Regions from separate parts of the Mus musculus genome. Here region 2 is linked to region 1. Evidence: chromatin contacts called from public HiChIP or PLAC-seq data. All regions are on one chromosome and are shown on one strand. Each heading gives the region's core, a stretch centred on a gene start, on an enhancer-like site or on the middle of the called end of the contact. The rest is flanking DNA. Distances are from core to core; before and after follow the strand shown. Region 1 holds the start of Ezh1 (enhancer of zeste 1 polycomb repressive complex 2 subunit). Region 2 overlaps Stat5b (signal transducer and activator of transcription 5B).

Region 1 (6,121 bases), core at 3,086-5,585:
GAGAGATGGTTCAGTGGTTAAGAGCACCGACTGCTCTTCCAGAGGTCCTGAGTTCAATTCCCAGCAACCACATGGTGGCTCACAACCATCTGTAATGGGATCCGATGCCCTCTTCTGGTATGTCTGAAGACAGCTACAGTGTACTTACATATAATAATTAAATCTTAAAAAACAAAAACAAAAACAAGACACAACCCTTAAGTACAGCTACATGATGGCACAGCAGCAGCTGGATCCTACTAAATGGTTATCACAACAAAGTCGAGAAAAAAGCAAACAACTGAGCATTTGGAACCGGCTTGGAGAAAAATGGAGTCATGTATCTCAGGCACAGGAAGTGGCCCAAAAAATACTGTTTCCATAACCATTTTATTTATTTATTTATTTATTTATTTATTTGTTTGTTTATTTATTTATTTATTATGTCTAAGTACATTGTAACTGTCTTCAGACACACCAGAGAGGCCATCAGATCTCATTACAGATGGTTGTGAGCCACCATGTGGCTGCTGGGATTTGAACTCAGGACCTTTGGAAGAGCAGTCAGTTCTCTTAACCACTGAGCCATCTCTCCAGCCCCTCCATAACCATTTTTATCAGCACTTACATTTCAGTTAAGAATTAGTCTTCCATCAGAGTCACTGTACACTGAAGATATCCCAAAACATACTGTTTGGGGCCTAAGTCTTCATACAGTTAACTTCAGCTCCACAAAAACAGCTCAATAGAGAAGAGCACGTCAAACAGATTATAAAAGACTCACTGGAAAAATGCAAATTAAACACACTAAGGCCACTTGCTGCTCTTCCAGAAGACCTGAGTCCAGTTCCCAGCACCCACATTTGACCACCTCTAATTCCAGCTCCAGCAGATCTGTCACCCTCCTCGGGCTCCAGGGATACCTGCACTCATGGATACATAGAAGCAATTAAAAATAAACTTCAAAAAATAATGAGATTGTAAGTATACTCACTAGTATGGCTAACTTAGAAAAAGGCTGATAAAATTAATTATAAATGAGTGCGTGAAGCAAACAGAACCGCGGCACTGCAGGTGAGAATGTGAAATTTGAGTAAAGGTTCTTGCTGCCACACCTGACAACCTGAGTTCCAGCCCTGAAACGTACATGGTGGAGAAACCACTCCTGAAATATATCCTCTGACCTCCTGTGTGCACACAAAGAAAAACAAGAAGCAAAGTGCAACATATGCTTACCACACAACTTGCCACAGAAGAAAAAAACAGCACCCAACACACACAGAGACACACAAAGACCACACCTGGTTCTTCACTAGTTAATAATCTAGTTAGTAAGCAAAATAACAAAGGCTTTGGAGCCATGTGGCACCATAGCTTCTTAATTGTCCCATCTTGTTTTTTCCATTTTAATTAAAATTTATTATCAGATTTATTTTATGTCAGTGTTTGGTCTACATGTACATATGTATGCCGCGGAAGGGCAGTGCCCTCAGAGTTCAGAAGCTGGTATCAGTCAGATCCCCTAGAGCTGGGGTTATGGGCCATGTGGGTCCTGGGACCCAAGTCAGCATCCTCTACAAAAGTAACAGGATACTCTTCAACAGCTGAGCCATCTCCTCAGCCTATTGTTGTTTCATCCTCAATTCATAATAGGAATGGGAAGGAGGGTTAAACTATGGACATAAGATATATAAAATGGAGGCTAAAGAGATGGCTCAGTAGTTAAGAGCACTGACTGCTCTTGCAGAGGTTCTGAGTTCAATTCCCAGCAACCATAGCGTGGATCACATCATCTGTAATGGGATCCGATGCCCTCTTCTGGTGTCTGAAGACAGCTACAGTGTGCTCATATACATAAAATAAATACATCTTTAAAAATATATATCTAAATTGAGTCACTAGTTTCAATTTCATCAACACTTGTACAGAATGAGTTCTAGGACAGCCAGGGCTCAAAACAAACAACAAAATGCCAGTATCTCAGATCCTCCATCAACCTCACCTCAAGGATGCTAGGTCGTCATGGATAACCTTGAACTACTGAACCACCTACCTCTATCTCCTTAGTACCAGAATTACAGACATGGACCACCATGCCTGGTTTGCTGTGAACCACAATCTTAACTAAAGAACTCTAATTAACATAAATATTTCCTAGTGTTCAATAGAACCAGGCCATCCCCACTGCAGACAAGAGTAACAAAAATCAAAACGGATTTGGTTTTCTCCGGGGATGCTTTTTTTTTTTTTTTAAATTTCCAGGACCAGTGGAAGAGAGCTGCCTTGAAGATATACAACCACATTAGCCTGCTATAGGCAGGGCCCTGCCCTAGCTGATTATGAACTACATCAGCATAAAGTTTTGTTGGGGACCATCCATTATCATTCAATAAAAACCAGACTCTTCGGTTAGACATGAGTCAGAACATCCACAGAAGGCTTTAGAAGGGTGTGTGCGCCACATCCCCTCAGATGTTTCCTTTTTACAGATGGTTCTTCCAGGTTTACATACTTTTGTGGTTGTTTTGACACAGAGTTTCATTTAGACCAGGCTGACCTTGAAAAGGCTGGCCTTGAACTCCTAAGCCTCCTAATTCCATTAACGGAGTTCTGGGATTCTAAGGCTGCAACATCACAACTAGCATCCTGTTTATGTGATTAAGGTCTTCTCTCCTAACATGCATTCACTCCTATGTGAGCTGGTTATCTCCCTTCAGAGCCACAACTGGGTTTCCAAGGCTGAAAACAGGTTTCTCAAAAATCAAAAGACTGGGGCAGCGGTCAAACCTTCTCAGGCTGGAAAGACATCCAATGTCCTTTCCTCGTCTTAAAATCTTTGGGTGGAGGGTGAGTCATACCTTTTAATCCCAAGAGGTAGAGGCCTGAGGATCCTGTGAGTTCAAGGCCTGCCTGGTGTACAGGGAGAGTTCAAAGATAGCCAGGTGCTATGCAGAGACCAAAATCAACAAAAATATTCATTGGGCTGAAGATTTCTTATTCTGAGATATCATGTAGCAAATGTACCCCAAAAGTCTCTACATTTTCAATGTCCTCCCTGTACATATCCAATTCTTTGTGATCCTTGGCTCTGTTTCCCAAGGCATAGGTTCCATACTTTGGCTAATCAGTTTACCCACACCTCCAACACTAACCTCCATCTAATCTATTTCCATTCTCTTCCTTGTGCCCCACCACCTACATCATCTCAGTGGTCACTTTGACCAAAGTAAGCTCGTCCCACATGGTGAAAAGCCTGCTCAGCGGTTAAGAACACTTGTTGCTCTTGCAAACAACAAGGACTGGCTCAGTTCCCTGCTCCCACATGGTGGTATGTAAGCATCCTTAACTCTAGTACCAAGGGATTCGATGTCCCTGGAACCATCCATACATAGAGTGCACACACATTAAAAACAAACAAACAAACAACAACAACAACAACAAAAACCCAAACAACTAAATCTTAACAATTCTCGCCAGGCGTGGTGGTGCACTCCTTTAATCCCAGCACTGGGAGTCAGAGGCAGGCGGATTTCTGAGTTCGAGGCCAGCCTGGTCTACAGAGTGAGTTCCAGGACAGTCAGGCTACACAGAGAAACCCTGTCTCGAAACACGCCCCCAAAAAAAATTCTCTTAAAGCTTTGTCTCACATCTACTTCCTGACAAGTTATGTCCCAAATATAGCACCTTCCCTTTTACTTCGGGATGCGTTCATTTACATATCGTTTCTGGGAATTCTGGGGACGGGAGAGACAGTCACAGTTTGAAGACAAATCCTCACTCAAACCCGGAACTAAAGTGAGGCGAGTTAGACCAGCGACAAGGTCCGGGAGCAAAATGTTGAGGAGGTGCCGCGCGACCCCGGGAATCTCGACCCTGACACTTGGGCGTCTTAAGAACCTCTCACACTTGGCGGGCATCTCGGCCTGGCCACCCCTTCCTCAACATCACTCAAAGCCTCTGCGAGCCCGAGCCACCCGGGCCTCTGGCCCTCCCGCTTACAAGAGTCAGGGTCCCCTGGCAGACGCCAAGGCCCACCCACGTTGGCACGGGCCACCAGCCGGGTCCGCCCCCGCCGCGCCCCCTCCGCCACGCGGCCCCCCGCAGCTCGCACGCGCTGTCGCCCCGGGTCCCACCACACTCGGGACGACAGGCTTCGCGCTACCCCGGGTCAGGCAATGGTGTGGCCCTCAGTTTCCTCATTTCTTCGCCTCCCCAGCCCTGAGGTTCAAGCGTCACGCCAAGCCCAGGCCCGGCCCCACCGCCCAGCCCCGTCTTGTTTACTCACTCACCCTCCATCCTGAGACGCAGCCACCCGCCACTAGGACGCCTGCGCGCTACGGCCACGCCCCTGCGCCGCGGCCACGCCCCGCGCCTCCCCTCCGTGCGCGTGCGCACTCTGAGGGTGGATCACCTGGGCTGCGGTCTTCGCAGGTGTGTGTTTTCGCTAAGGTGATGTAGCTCTAGTCCGACACTTTCCTAGGTGGCGCTGTCAGAGAAAAGTCATCCTGGAGCCACAGATCTCTTCTTGAAGACTTTATTCAGCAGCGCACCATTGCCAACCGTGTTTAGACAACTTACAAGTCAAATTTTGGAAGACAGCCTGCCTCTGCCTCCCAAGTGCTGGGATCAAAGGTGTGCGCCACCACGCCCGGCTTGAGAATATTGTTTTAATATTTATTTATTTATTTATTATATGTAAGTACACTGTAGCTGTCTTCAGACACCCCAGAAGAGGGCATCAGATATCATTACGGATGGTTGTGAGCCATCATGTGGTTGCTGGGATTTGAACTCACGACCTTCAGAAAAGCAGTCGGCGCTCTTAACCGCTGAGCCATCTCTCCAGCCCTCGAGAATATTTTTTAAACCTCTCCACAAGATACTTAATATTACAAAAAGGGAATAGTAACTATAGAGGCAAGAAATATCCATCATCAGAAACGAACAGGTTCTTTTTTTCAAAATATTTTATTATTTATTTATTTGCGTATGTGTGTTTTAATACATGCTATGGTGGTTTTTGGTTTTGGTTTTTTGTTTTTTTGGGGGGGGTGGTTTTTCGTTTTCGTTTTGTTTTTGTTTTTTTCGAGACAGGGTTTCTCTGTGTAGCACTGGCTGTCCTGGAACTCATTTTGTAGACCAGGCTGGCCTCAAACTCGGAAATCTGCCTGCCTCTGCCTCCCAAGTGCTGGGATTAAAGGCATGCACCACCACTCCCCGGACTTTTAGTTATTTTTTAACGATGCATTTGTTTGTTTTAGTGTGTGTGTGTGTGTGTGTGTGTGTGTGTGTGTGTGTGCCTGGGTGTATGTATCTGTACCATGTGTTTGTGGGCATACTTGGAGGCCAAAAGAGGCCATCAGATCCCCTGGGACTGGAGTTGCTAACCGTAGTGAGGTACCATGTAGGTGCTGAAGATCAAATCTTGGTCCTTTTTAAAGTCGCCTTTGTTCTTATCCACTGTACCATCTCTCCAGCCTCCACTATTCTTTTCCTTTTATCAAAAACTTTGGAGGTAGGTATAGTGGTGGCACACATCTTTAATCCCAGCACTTTGGAGGCAGAGGCAGAGGCAGGTGTCTGCAGAAAAGGGACTGAGGTGCATATTTTACATATCAAAGTGGACCTGGCCTCCAAGTTCTCCCAGCAACCCTTCAGTTCCTACCTGGCATACCCTGCCCCCAACCCTGAACTTTCCAGCCCAGGGGCTGGGCTGCTGTTTCTCCAGAGAGGTTCTTCCCTGTATAATCCAGACATTTCTCATGCTGGCGCTATCCGGCTCTGCTCGCGCGCTCAATCTCTCTCTCTCTCTCTCTCTCTCTCTCTCTCTCTCTCTCTCTCCTCCCTCCCTTTCTCTTTTCCTTTCTCTCTTTCCCTCTTCCTCCCTAGCCCCACTTCCCCATGGCAACTCCCCTAGCCACAATCCTTGAGGGCAGAGAGCAGCTTCCTAACAAAACTGCCTTTAATTAATATAATCTGGCTTGAATTGGCTCATTTCACCGGCAGCAGAGAAATAACCTATCAATAGGTAGGTAGATTTTTATGAGTTCGAGGCCAGCCTGGTCTACAGTTAGTTCCAGGACAGCCAGAGCTACATAATGAAACTCTGTCTCAATAAATGAATACAGAAAGGAAGGAGGGA
Region 2 (6,421 bases), core at 1,327-3,826, 400 kb before region 1:
CCAGCTCGAGATGAAGACAACTGAGAGCTCCTGGCGTGAAAAACTTGTTACATAGGCTAAATTAAGCTGCACACTAGAAACTGTTTCATGTCTGACACAAAGCAAGCTTCTTACTTTCCACTCCTTTTTGTCTCTGCTTTACAGCAGCAGGGGTTTTGCACCCAGGGGAGAAAGCTAGCAGGAGAAACAGTGGTTCTAGGAGCAGAAGGAATGAAAAAATACCACGGAGGTATTGCCACATGTCACACACACACCTGTGTGCGCTGCATGTTCCTCAGTAAGTCTCTCAAGAACACCCGTGGTGTCTCTAATAGTGTCACTATGCTACAGGTGAGGCAACAGGCTTCAGAGTTAGGGCTCTCAGATTCCCTAAGAGGCCTCAGACCTTCTGAGAGCATGCGCCCAGCCTCACATCTTTGCTCATTAAAAATCCTCACTTAGTTAAGGGCAGTCGAGATGAGTCAGTAAGTAAGGCACTTGCCATCATGCCTGACAACCCGAGTTTGATTCCTGGGACCCACAAGGTGGAAACAGGAAACTGACTCTTACAGTTATTCTTTGACATCCACACATGCATGTATACATGCACGCACACGCACGTGCACACACTATTTTTTAAATTAAAAAAAAAATCCTCATTTAGCCAAAGTAGTTCTTTGTCTTGAGGGTGCTTTAGAGTAAAAGCTATAGAATAAATTATCCCAGAGTGCAACTTCCAAAGAGACCCAACCCAAAAGAAAGCTTTAAATCAGGTCTTTCTGGAGCCTTCAAGTACAACTGGAGGAAGCCAGAGGAGAGTTTGGTGCATCTTCATCTTTCTGAACCAATCAGAAGTCAGCTAAAGGCTTGGAGTTGTGAAGGTAAACAAAAGGAGGACCATCCCGTGAGAGGGCAGCTCTCTGGTGAGGTTAATACTTCGGTCTCAGACAGCTCCTGGGTCAAAATGGGCAGTGAGGTGTGTTCGGATGCCTGTCAGCTGCACTGCTATTCATCGCCAACACTAATCCCAGGTCATGCTCAGCTCTGGCTTTCATAAAGGGACAGTCACTCACACCAATGACAAAACAACCCACCAACTATCCCAGGGGGCAGGATAGGACTGGCTGGTTTAGGGGGCTGAAGCTGGGCATCCACCTGGGAAACTGTTCATACAATAGCAATAATTTAACTTCCATTTATCTAAAGCTGGGGCACCTGAAACCAAAGAGAAGGAGTAAGTTCCTGTGCTGCTAAATACTGATGGTAGAAGTAACTTTGTTGCTATCTCCGTGTGCTTTAAATATGAGTGTCAAGAATCCTCAGAGTTTACCATGCCATGCTATAAAGAAGCAGATAATGGAAGACAACTTCTGGATTGTCCCTTATGCATGACATGGCAAAACGGGGAACTGAGAGCGAGGACATCTGACAATATCAAGCTCCTAAGAAAGATGTCCCCTGTACTCTTTCACGCCTCAGTGGGAAACGGGACCTCGACAGTGCTGTGTCTTTCATCATTTTGAGCACCTCATTTTGAACAGACAGACTGCACCACCACTCTAGAGTTCCAGCTTACCCCTCACTCCGCTCGGTACATGGTAGGTATTTGGTAATTGAGTATTACATATCATTTCAGCGGATCTCCATGTCACAAAGGGAACCAAGTTGAGAGGAATAGCCAGCAGGCCAATTATTTTCTTCAATGTGTTATTTTTAACACATTATTTGTATCCTTATTAGAGGAGTAATGGGAGTGAATCACATTTTATAGAAACTCTGACGGAGGTTTTGACTCATCGTTAGCGTTAATCAATAGATGAACCATCCATAAACATCGTGACAAGTTTGGAAAATAGAGCTAACACCTCACGGCCGTGACTCCAGAGGAAAAGAATGACATGGGTTGCGAGAACGCTGAGCTGAGCTTGAAGCCTCAAGAAAATTCCCTTCATCTCCAAGCAAACGAAACCGGTTCCTTTAATGACACTGTGAGAAAGAAGCTGAGCATAAATGGTAGGCACGGCATTCGCCAACAGCAACAGCACACTCCTCGGTCACCATGCTTGCCACTAAATGCCACCCAGAGAGATTTATTACTATGCCAAAACAACATGACGAGGTCTGACATCCCCAGTGCAGATGAAGGTTTGGAGGATGACTCAGGGCTCACAGTGACACCTGTCACACACAGAACCCATGTAATCATCCCCCCCACCCCCTGAGAGTTCGCCATCTCAGCACACCATGCCAACTTTAGATATTTCAGTAGGAGCAGCCACCTTTGACTACAGACGCCTTTTAGATTCGAGATGTATTTCCATCGAGTATGGTATACTTAGCTATAGATGTCCCCTGTCCCTGCCAAAAATGACAAGCTGCTTGCTTAAAAGCTGTCACTAATTAGCTACTGCTGTAAAGAACACCAGAGGAGGTGCCAATAAAAGCATATTGAACAGAAAAAAAAGGCCCTATAACAAGGAGTGGGGGAACAGAACCTATTTGTGGCTGGTAAACTTTATACACACATGCAATCTAAATCTGGGAGAAGTGGGGGTGGGGCGGTAACGGCTATAGATGCCAGTTCCTCTTTAAACAGGAAGGGTGGGAGGATGCTCCCAGGGTACCAGTGCCACTGAGCTCCTCAATGCGATTTTTCACTGTTCCAGGATGACCCGAGTACGGTTAAGCGTTCACCGTCGGGTGCTCGCTCTATCTCTGGTACCTTAGCAGCTGTGTTTGAAAACACCATAAAAATGGACCTCTAAAGGCACATCCCATTGGCTTCAGTCGAGACATTTATGGCTCTGGATTGAACTGTTGGCCTTAATGTTTTACAGGCTGAGAAACAGGGCCAAGGCAGGCAATATGGGTCTACCTGATGTAAATGAACGGAGGACAAAGGGAAGAAAGCACCCCAGCACAGCTTATGTTCAGAGCTCTGGTTGAGACTGCAGAGCCTGGGGCTGAGCAGATGGCTCAGTGGTTTAGAGCACTTGTTGCTCTTGCAGAGGACCTGGCTTCAATTCTCAGCACCCACATAATAGATTGCAACTGTCTTAACTCCAGTTCTGGGGATCCCATGCCCTCTTCTGACCAGGCACACATACACACCTGCAGGCAAAAACCATTTAGACACACATAATTAAATAAATCTAGTCCACAGTCAGAGACTGAAGAGACAGCTTCCTTCTGAACATGCACAGGGACCTGAGTTTGATTCCCAGCACCCACACAAAAAGCCATGCTTAGAATGCCAGCCATGGGGACTGGGATTTAAGACAGGTGGCTCCCCGAGGCTTTCTGGCCAGTAAGAGACCCTGTCTAGATAAACAATTTGGGAGCTTGCCCAATGGTTAGTGTTGGCCACACAATAGAGAGGACTCACGTCCATATCCCCAGAGCCCGCATACATGTCCAGATGCATAGGGGCCATCTGTAATTCTAGCCTTGGGAGATGGAGATAACCCAGGGCAAACTAGCCAGAAAGACTAGCAGCATCTTCAAACTCTGGGTTTAGTGAGAGATCCTGTCTCAAGGATTAAGGTGGAAGAACAATCAAGGATGGTACTTGACAATTACCTCCTGTCTTTACATATACATACACACGCACACATATGTACATATATGTACACACACACACAGGAACACAGAATAAGGAAAAGAAGGTGGACAACTCCTGAAAAAACCTGAGATTGATCATCTATGCCTTCCACACAGGCGCACACACACATGCACTTGTACACACACACACACACACACACACACACACACACACAGAGTTCAGAACCAGAAGCTGAGATGTAGCTCAGTGGTAGGAGAGCGCAGGACCCTGGGCTCCATCCCAAGCACCAAAGAAAACAAGATTCTATTTGAAAGTCAGGGTTCCATGTTGCACAGGGTGGCTTTGAACTTGCTATGTCGTGAAGGCTGATCTTGAACTCCTGATCCTCCCCTACCTCCATCCCCGAGTGCACTTAGCACACAGGTAACTTTTCAAATCATTCTCCAAGACTATCTCCTCCCCTCCTTGGTGTAGCTCTAAGAACGTTACAGACATCCCAGCCTTCACTTTCACACTCTGGACTCTGTGCATCGCTCCTTTAAAGTGGACTAATAAAGGGCTGGGACTGGCGCAGAGGATCTGGATGCTTTTGTACCAACCACGCCAAAAACTTAGAATGAACAAGAAGGGAAAAGAGAAAGAGAGACGAGAGAGGAGGGGAGGGGTAGTGAAGGGGGAGGGGAGAGAAGAAAGAAAATGTAGTGAGAATGGGGGTGCAGAGAAACAACCAGCAAAGCCTCGACTTCAGGCCTAACCGTGACTTCACAGTGGGGCCGCCATCAAAGCCTCTTCTGTCACAGAGGCCCCTTGTGTGCAGAATGCTAAATATCTGTATAAGCAATTACATCAATGTACCAGTAATTTTCAAGCCCATAATCAAGTTTAAAGAAGAACAATTTGTTTTATGAAACATGGAGAAAGGCTAATCTTCAATATTACTGTTGGTGCAGGCTTTATCAGCAAGACTTGGAGGAGATAAGCCAGCAGACATCCTGATTAGGCATCACAGCTTCAAAGGTTTAATACCCCCCTAGTGGTATGCCTGCCACAAACTGTAGCATTAACTTGTCTCTGGATCCTTACTGTGCATGCATCTCTGCCGAGGCCCGGGCACAAAGCAGGAACAAGATTACAAGGGAGGAGAGGGCTGCCAGATCTCCGAGGAGGGAGGAAGAGAGAGGCTGGCAGGGACGCAGGGACAATTACTGCGTGAGTCCACTTACGTGAGGTACACGGAAGAGTCCAGATCATGCACACAGGAGGGAGACGGGTGGTGGCTGGGGTGAGGGGCAAAGGGAGAGTTATTCTTTAACGAACAATTTTTGTTTTGGATGACAGAGATTGCACAACGTGTGTGTCCTTAGTGCCACTGAACTGTACACTTGAAAATGGTTGAAGTCAGGGCTGGAGATGTAGAAGCTTGGTGACAGCCAGCCTGGCATCTGTGAGGCCTTGGGTTTCATACTCAGTACAGAGCACAGACTCCCTGTGCTTGCCAAAAACAAAGTATTTAATAGCATGTTTCACTATGTGGTGTTGCAGTTTTTAAAACAAGGGAACAGTTTTATCTAGCAGACACTCCTCCCATCTTTAACACTGAAATCCAAAGGAAGCCAAGTGCTTTCCTGTCTCTTAAGTTTCTAGACAAGGGCATGTCTCCCTGAGGGTTGATGCTCTCTGGCTATACCAGCCAAGCTGAGGCTGAAGGGGATCAATGGAATCCAGGTGTTCCACTGTCAATCAATGGCGATATTCAGAGATGAATGTCTGCTTGCCATTAATAGACAGAACTGGAGCAAACCTCTTATAAAAGCACAACACATTTACTGGGCTCCCATTACCTGGCAGGCTCGGTTACAGAGATCCCAACACACAGTGATGACCACAGCAGACATACATTCCCCAAACTTGGACTCTAGTATCTTATATGAAATGCTCGGAAGTTGTGTATCCAAACCAGGGTTTGAAAAAGAGTTCTGAAACTCTTGTCAAAAAATAATCCCGTCAACAGGGATTACTGACTTTGGGGAGGCTGCAAACGTGTGCAAGCGATTTCTGATCAAGTCAGGACATCTGTCCACCGCTGGCAAAAGCCGATCAACTTTATGTGCCAAACAAGTCGGGGTCAGGCAGGGACAGCAGCACGGCGTAGAACCAGTCCAGCTCTTCTCAGCGGTGCAGTTTTACTTGCGGGGAAACTTGACAAAGCCAAGCCAAATCCTCTTTCAAAGAGGATCTGCAGATTAATCTCTGCCAAGCACGGAGTAAAATTCCATAAGACTCAAGGACCCACACACAGAGGGGGCAGGACAGGAGGCAGGTGGGCTCTTCTTCCCAGGGGATAAAATGTAGATCAATCCCTACTGACACAACAAATGTAACAGGTAACAAAAATGCAAAAATGCATATAATAAAAAATGAGTGAAACATTTAAAAATGACCGCTTGTTTCTTAATCCAGCATTGTTGCAGAATCAACATAATAAACTTTAAAGCAAAAAAAAAAAAGTGTAGGCTCTTAAATTTTCACCTTTAAGGAAATGATTTGAGATTCTAAATTATGTCCTGATTATATATTTGGGAGGTGTTTTCCCCATTTAGGAAAATAATCCCTCATTATTATTTTGTTACGTTGTAGGGAGGGCACGTGCCAATGTCCATGTTCCCATGGGGAGGTTGGGTGACAGCCTGAGGAAGACATTTGTCCTTTGTCCTTTTTTACCATGCAGGTTCTGGCGATTGGACTCAGGGTGACAAGGTTGGGAGCAGGAGCTTCACCAGCTGGGTCATCTCTCCAGCCCCACCCCTCATTTTATATGGAGGAATAAATGATGCTTACTAAATGGCATCAAGAGATTTTCAACATTACAATGAACTGACT

The links. HiChIP or PLAC-seq counts read pairs in DNA pulled down with a chosen protein or histone mark.
Region 2: a contact with region 1 is called in an H3K27ac HiChIP or PLAC-seq map of microglia, with 7 times the contacts expected there. The contact joins the enhancer-like site here to the promoter of Ezh1 in region 1. A contact is called at or near these places in 2 of 39 promoter capture datasets (HPC-7-derived erythroid cells and neutrophils), 3 of 115 datasets of contacts at active chromatin or transcription factors (memory CD8 T cells, microglia and pancreatic cancer cells) and 1 of 9 other capture datasets (adipose tissue).

The regions. Positions count from the first base shown.
Region 1 is chr11:101,222,128-101,228,248 of GRCm38.p6, forward strand. It overlaps Ezh1 (enhancer of zeste 1 polycomb repressive complex 2 subunit), which reads right to left and starts at 4,336. Exons shown (of 21, transcript NM_007970.3): 1 at 4,269-4,336.
Region 2 is chr11:100,824,230-100,830,650 of GRCm38.p6, forward strand. The region is part of intron 1 of Stat5b (signal transducer and activator of transcription 5B); the gene reads right to left. Among named protein-coding and RNA genes, the nearest start is that of Stat5b, 23 kb to the right of the region's middle. Within about 2 kb of position 2,577, at least 56 of the 459 cell types and tissues checked have an H3K27ac peak or open chromatin away from gene starts, as enhancers often do. A contact at or near this core is called in adipose tissue, microglia and neutrophils, where this site is marked.